Regions from separate parts of the Mus musculus genome. Here region 2 is linked to region 1. A link is a contact called in public HiChIP or PLAC-seq data. All regions are on one chromosome and are shown on one strand. Each heading gives the region's core, a stretch centred on a gene start, on an enhancer-like site or on the middle of the called end of the contact. The rest is flanking DNA. Distances are from core to core; before and after follow the strand shown. Region 1 overlaps 3110039M20Rik (RIKEN cDNA 3110039M20 gene). Region 2 has its middle 84 kb from the start of Gm34745.

Region 1 (3,004 bases), core at 377-2,876:
TGTTGAAAAATTCAGAGCAAGAATAAGGTGGTAATTTTATTATTTAATACTTCAATAATTTCTATAATTAATAATGTGATTTTAAAAGCTGGCAATGTTTTCTTAGGAGAAAAAAAAGAGTACTTGGCCAACCTTATCAAAAATATTCTGGGAAAAATTAAGTAAAATCGAATAGAATTGTCAGTAGGTATTGCTCGTTTTTTGTTTTGTTTTGTTTTTTATTTATCTATTTCTATTCTGGGAAAAAATGTTAATTAAACATGGCAAACTCCGATTGCAGGTTGGAAGACTAAAATCGATCATTTCTGCATCAATAGTGTTATGTATTACTACATTGATTTGTGTTCATTTATGCAGAGGTTTCAGCTATTTTCTTCCCATATTTCAGTGTCTCCCTCTTTATTATTGTCCCACATTGCTTTTAATGCAGGAGCTTACTGTAGGAAGCGAAAACCCATCCATTCTAAGTACACCTCATAGTGGAGTCTGAGAGTGTGACCAGTTTACGAAATTGTTTATTCATCCTAGCTTTTTTAGTAATTAGGAACCCGCTTCTGCTTAAAGCCTCATGCTGCTTGAGAGCCTCCATTCTTTTCTTCACACATAGTATTGATGTGTTTCAATAACATAGGAAACATGATTTGGTGAGCTTAGGTTTAAATAGAGTGAAACTCACAAATAAGACATTGTTTTCCATTGGTTTGTCTGGGTTAGCTTCACAAAAATAAGATAGCCATGTGTTTTCAGCTGTTTTTTTTTTAATGAAAAAAATAAAGGATGGATCGTTTAAATATAGATGTTGGACATTTTAAACAACTGCTAACTCGAAATTATGCCAAGGGTCCTTATCCAGAAAAATAGCCATATAATGTCCTATATATTAAATACATGTATGCACATATGTTTTATTAGTGTGCATGTGTTATTACATCTTTTGAAGATAGTCATATCCCTTACACTAATGCAGCATATGGATAGTATGTACCAGGATCCATCTCAACACGAAATAGGAGCACCTGAGTTGCTCACTGTGTTCATTAAGTAGGAGCCAGGAGTAGGGGGTTGAGATATAGCCTTATTTGTGTTCTTCTGTTGCCATTACAAAGTATTAAAAAGTTGCTTGAAACCTGAAAAACAAAAACAAAAGTGGCCTATTGAAAGCTATTTAATATTTAATCTGCACCACTTTTGTCAGTGTGCAGGACCAGTCCTTCCACTTTCAGATAGGAGCACAACTACACAAAGCACCTAGGGATCCTTTTTTCCTCCTTATTTTAAAAACATTTATTATTATTTATTATTTATTTGCTATACCTTTCCTTCCCCCTAGTGATTATAAGATATATAGAAAACAGATCCGAATTATTTTTGGGATCGAAGTGGTTGTCCATAAGTGTAGGGGCCACAGGCAGAAGGTATCCTGGGATGTAAAGTTTTGCAGAAGATTGAATGGGAGGGAGAGAGAAGTGGTGGAGGGGGGCTACCTTTATTTGCTTCACTTGTTTAAATTCTCTTTTCCTTACCCAAGTCTTTGGAACCCAGTGCTGTAAGCACTCTAAGGAGGTTGAGATTCCTTAGCACCCCGAGTCCGGGAAGGATTTAACAGCCAAGGCGCTTACTCACCAACCCCTCCCCGCATCTTTCACGCATGCACCAACTCGTCCTCACGTGCGTGGTATAGTGGACAGTGTTGACTTGAATTGCTCTCTGGATGCAAGCCTTTCCTGTGAATGAACCCGAAAACACTCGACAGGTCGTGAATAATCGTTTTAATGAGTGTGCAAAGTGTGCGACAGGGTGCACCGAGTTGTCGGGTTAAACAAACAACTTGTACTCTGACCAAATCGGATTGTTAAAGTGCAAAGTGATGTCAGTACCATTCCCACTGCCTTTCGGAAATCCACAGATCTGACACGCGGGAGTCCAATTTTCCCCATTAAAGAAAAATAACAATATTTTTCAACCGTGTGTGATCTTCTTTAATATTAACCAGAGCCAAACAAAACCTCACTCGAGATCACAGTAGTTCTACTGAAAAAGCAAAACAAAAGGAAGGAGATCCAGGGAAAGGAATAAGGACACATCAGGAATTCTGGGGGAAAACTTGTGCTTTATATTTCACACATCCTTGGGGATCTATGCGATTGAAACTATTCGTTCAATTGTCTATACCCAAAACGAGTGGGATAGTAGTTTATTCACATGCTAATACTGAGTTTGTACTCCTATGGGGGGCTTTTCTGTTAAAAATTTAACTAATATTTAATATGTGTGTTAACCCCATGAGTGTGAAGAAGTGTCAATCTCACATGTATACTTGGAAGAAAGCAATACAAAGGATTGCATCGTAAACAACCACAAAGATTAGGGTTTCTCAAGAATCATATTGCAGTCAGAAAAAAGTTATGCTTCTCTCATATTCTTGAAAATATCTACTTAAAACCACCTTCATAGATTCCCTTGTTCTTTCTTATTTTGCTTTTATAATTTTAAATATTAAATAAGAAAAGTAAGAAAGTTTCAAAATGTTTATGAGAAGCTAATACTTTGAGACATTCCTTTTAAAAAGTTTGAAGAGAGAAATGTGTAAGAGATTTCTTTCCCTTGCTAGTACCTTCTATATATTTAAATATCAAACAGTATCCCCATGAGGTTTGCAAATCCATTTATGGGTTTCACAAAGCTTCTGTACCCCATAACATCGTAGGTAGATAAAGTTTGATATTTGGTCAACAGTATTCATTTCTTTATTAAAGATGGAAAGTGTGCCATAGCCCACTGTCTGTATATTCATCGGTTCTTAACATGTTAATCTGTTCAGAAAGTTGAGAAGCTGGGTATGTAGTATAAGAAGCCATAAATATGGAACCTCAGACTTGTTCACTTAACTTTTAGCTACATATCTGTGTATATGTGTTTCTGACCATCTATGTCACTTTTGTTTATGCATAACTACTAGCAACTTTTTGAACTAATTGACCTAAAACAGAGAGCTGAGGTATTT
Region 2 (3,004 bases), core at 139-2,638, 1.8 Mb after region 1:
GACTCTTTGCCCCTTCTTAGAATTGGGAACAAAACACCCATGGAAGGAGTTACAAAGTTTGGAGCTGAGACAAAAGGATGGACCATCTAGAGACTTAGGTTTTATTTTAATTTTCATTTGAATTTGGTTCTTGTTTCTGTTTTGTCAGTGCTGTGAATAAAACAGCTTACTTGCTTACTCAAGTCAGGTACCACTAACCATACACTCTCCCTAGGATGCTGCTGGAGAGTGCTTTTTTTTTCAGCACATCGTAGAACGGAGAGAATGGGCATTGAAAAGCAAGGATCTCAACGTATGAGGAAAACAAACGAAAGAACACAAACATCAGCAGGTATGCAGCAACCAGAACACAAGTTGTCCAGCCTGAAGCAAGGGACAGCGCATGTTCAAGAGGGAGACTCAGGACAGAAGTGTGAAGTTGTATCTTACTAACTTTTTAAGTGCAGTAACTGGGCAAAAACAATAGCAATGGGATAATAAGAGTTAAACAATTTTTATACAGCACAGTTAGTTATTTCAGAGAAAACAAAAGGTTTCATAAGAAAGGAATCAGTCAACAATGGATTATTAAGACTACAATCTCATGACATGGTTCATAGAGTAACTAAACATCATGAAATATCTATTTTGAGAGTATAGGGGACCAGACTATAGAAATACCTAAAACCTTCATTACTAATATAATGTCCGACCTTGACAAATTAAAAGGGTCAAACACTGATAATTTTGTTATAAATTTTTGAGTTCATTTTAGAGAACCTGAGAAGTAAGTTAACAAATTTTGTCTTGATGAAAGATAGAATTTAGGGTCCAGTAAAATGACTCAGCAGTCCTCCATACCTGACAACCTGGAGTTTGATCCCTGGGATACACGGTGGGAATAGAAAACTAACTCCACAAATTGCCCTCTAACTTCACATGCATGTTATAAAACATTTGTGTACAAATAGACACACACACTTAAATAAAAATAAATAAGATTTAATTCTCTTTAAAAAAAAAAAAGATTTACGGTATGGTGATGTAACCCTGGCTACTCATCAGGCTTAGGCAAGAGGATCACTTGAGTCCAAGAGTTCAAGGCCAACCACAGGAACATAATACTAAGGAAAACCACCCTTAGAAAAATAATAAGGATATAAATTTTAAAGTGAGTAAATTGTAATGACTACAGCTTGATGGTGTACCAAGAGGAGCAAAACACCATCCCAAATCCCCGCGCTCCAAATTCTAAAAGGCTGCGTCTCTCTGCTTCAGTTTCCATATTTGAAGTCTGAGCTAAAAATTGCTTTCCACTTTACACTTATATGCTCAGATCTGTTCAGCTTCAACAAGGCTACTCCTTCTGCCTTCCTTTCGATGATTCATTAATGATTCATACACAGTCCCAAATGACAACTTGTCTCCAGGATCTAACACAGCCAAAAGCATTCTCATCTGACCCAGAGACCTTTCCTCCTCCTGGCCTCCAAGACTTGGAAGCATCACCAGGTAGCAAAAGGAATGTGGTGTTCTGAAGAGATCTTAATTGACTCACTAAGTTATGGAGATTTTAGGCAACAATTTACCCTGTTCTTAAATTTTAAAAGTAGTTGCCATGGCAACTCCTAGACACAGCATATGGTATGTCTGGTACCTCCAAGATAACTGAACAGATTCTCGACGAATTTTCCTTACAATATGTTGTGAACTTTTGTACATTTTACCGTTTCAGTGGGCAATGGTATAAGGTTCTGTGTTTCACTGTGCCATCTAGATATTTAAAGGCTGGTTTTGAAACATGTATCATTTACAAAAACAAACAAGCAAGCTTTTTAATGTATCCTCCTGTCCTTCAATGTATTTTCTTTATTAAAAAAATTAAAATCTAGTTAGTAGAAAAAAATAACAGATAATCAGGTAATCTTAAAAGGAGCAAGTGTAAATAAAACGTAAGTCATAAGGAAAATACTCTGCTCACTTACAGGGGAAAAGAGAGAAAAATGTGAACCCAGGTGTCACTTTTTGACATCAGATTTGTCAAGTTGCCAAGTAGGAGAGGTTTAAATTTGTATTGATGTTCCAACAGTTCATCTGGGATTATAAAGTCAAAGCCTTTAAGATCTCTTCATAAGACCTAGTCAACCTAGTGCTACAAGTCTCTCCTAAAGAACTTTTTAATCGATATGAATTTATATGCAGTTTTCTGTTAAAGAATTGCATATGATAGAGAGAAATTTGAAATGATTCTAATTCACTCATGTGGAGTGGCATGCCCGTAATGCCAGCGCCAGGAGTGAGGAGGCAGCAGGGGCGTGAGTTTGAGGCCAGCCTGAGCTACAGAGTGGAGCCTTGTCTCAAAGTCAAAAAGGAAAATCAGGAGTAATCTTATCCATAGTAAAAAATATATATATGGAAAATTAAAAGGTGTATAAGTGAGCTCCTATAATTGCGCTTTATATTCAATGTAATATTATTCTTTTAGGATTACTACTATTTCTTATGATATATTTTATTGGAAATTATGTTAGTTACATATTATGCATATGAATGCACTAAATATATACACTATATAGAGATACTGTATACAATATATGTACACATATCTATATAGGTAATATATATTTAAAAATAGATTCTTAAACAACTTTGACCAAAAAAAATAAGTGTTTATAATGCTGTATTTGTAATATACTTTTTGTGTGCAACCATACAAAACATCATGGAAAATCACTACCCCAATACGCACCGCCTTTATATAATGCTGGCCTTCTACTGAAGTCAGAGCACATTACTCAGCTCTGACTAAGGAAGGGATCCAATGTCACTTCATAGATATCATGCATTATATAAGACTGCATAAGAGAAAGATTACCCTACAGGGTTTGAAACTTCAAGCCACCACACGGCAGGGAACTGTGAGCAATCTCTAGAACCTGAAGAAAGACTTCAACCAAGAGCAGTAAAAAGCCAGCGCCATCAATCATGTGGCTGAGGAGATGTAAGTTCTGCCAAGACCTGAGTG

What was found. HiChIP or PLAC-seq counts read pairs in DNA pulled down with a chosen protein or histone mark.
Region 2: a contact with region 1 is called in an H3K4me3 HiChIP or PLAC-seq map of forebrain, with 11 times the contacts expected there. The contact joins two enhancer-like sites. A contact is called at or near these places in 9 of 39 promoter capture datasets (the 3T3-L1 cell line, the C10 cell line, cranial neural crest and 6 more), 1 of 484 Hi-C or Micro-C datasets (cerebral cortex), 6 of 115 datasets of contacts at active chromatin or transcription factors (SST interneurons, embryonic midbrain, embryonic stem cells and 3 more) and 2 of 9 other capture datasets (embryonic stem cells and pancreatic islet).

Annotation. Positions count from the first base shown.
Region 1 is chr12:49,393,340-49,396,343 of GRCm38.p6, forward strand. The region is part of intron 2 of 3110039M20Rik (RIKEN cDNA 3110039M20 gene); the gene reads left to right. Among named protein-coding and RNA genes, the nearest start is that of 3110039M20Rik, 5.2 kb to the left of the region's middle. Within about 2 kb of position 1,627, at least 34 of the 459 cell types and tissues checked have an H3K27ac peak or open chromatin away from gene starts, as enhancers often do. A contact at or near this core is called in forebrain, where this site is marked.
Region 2 is chr12:51,239,968-51,242,971 of GRCm38.p6, forward strand. No RefSeq gene overlaps it. Among named protein-coding and RNA genes, the nearest start is that of Gm34745, 84 kb to the left of the region's middle. Within about 2 kb of position 1,389, at least 16 of the 459 cell types and tissues checked have an H3K27ac peak or open chromatin away from gene starts, as enhancers often do. A contact at or near this core is called in forebrain, where this site is marked.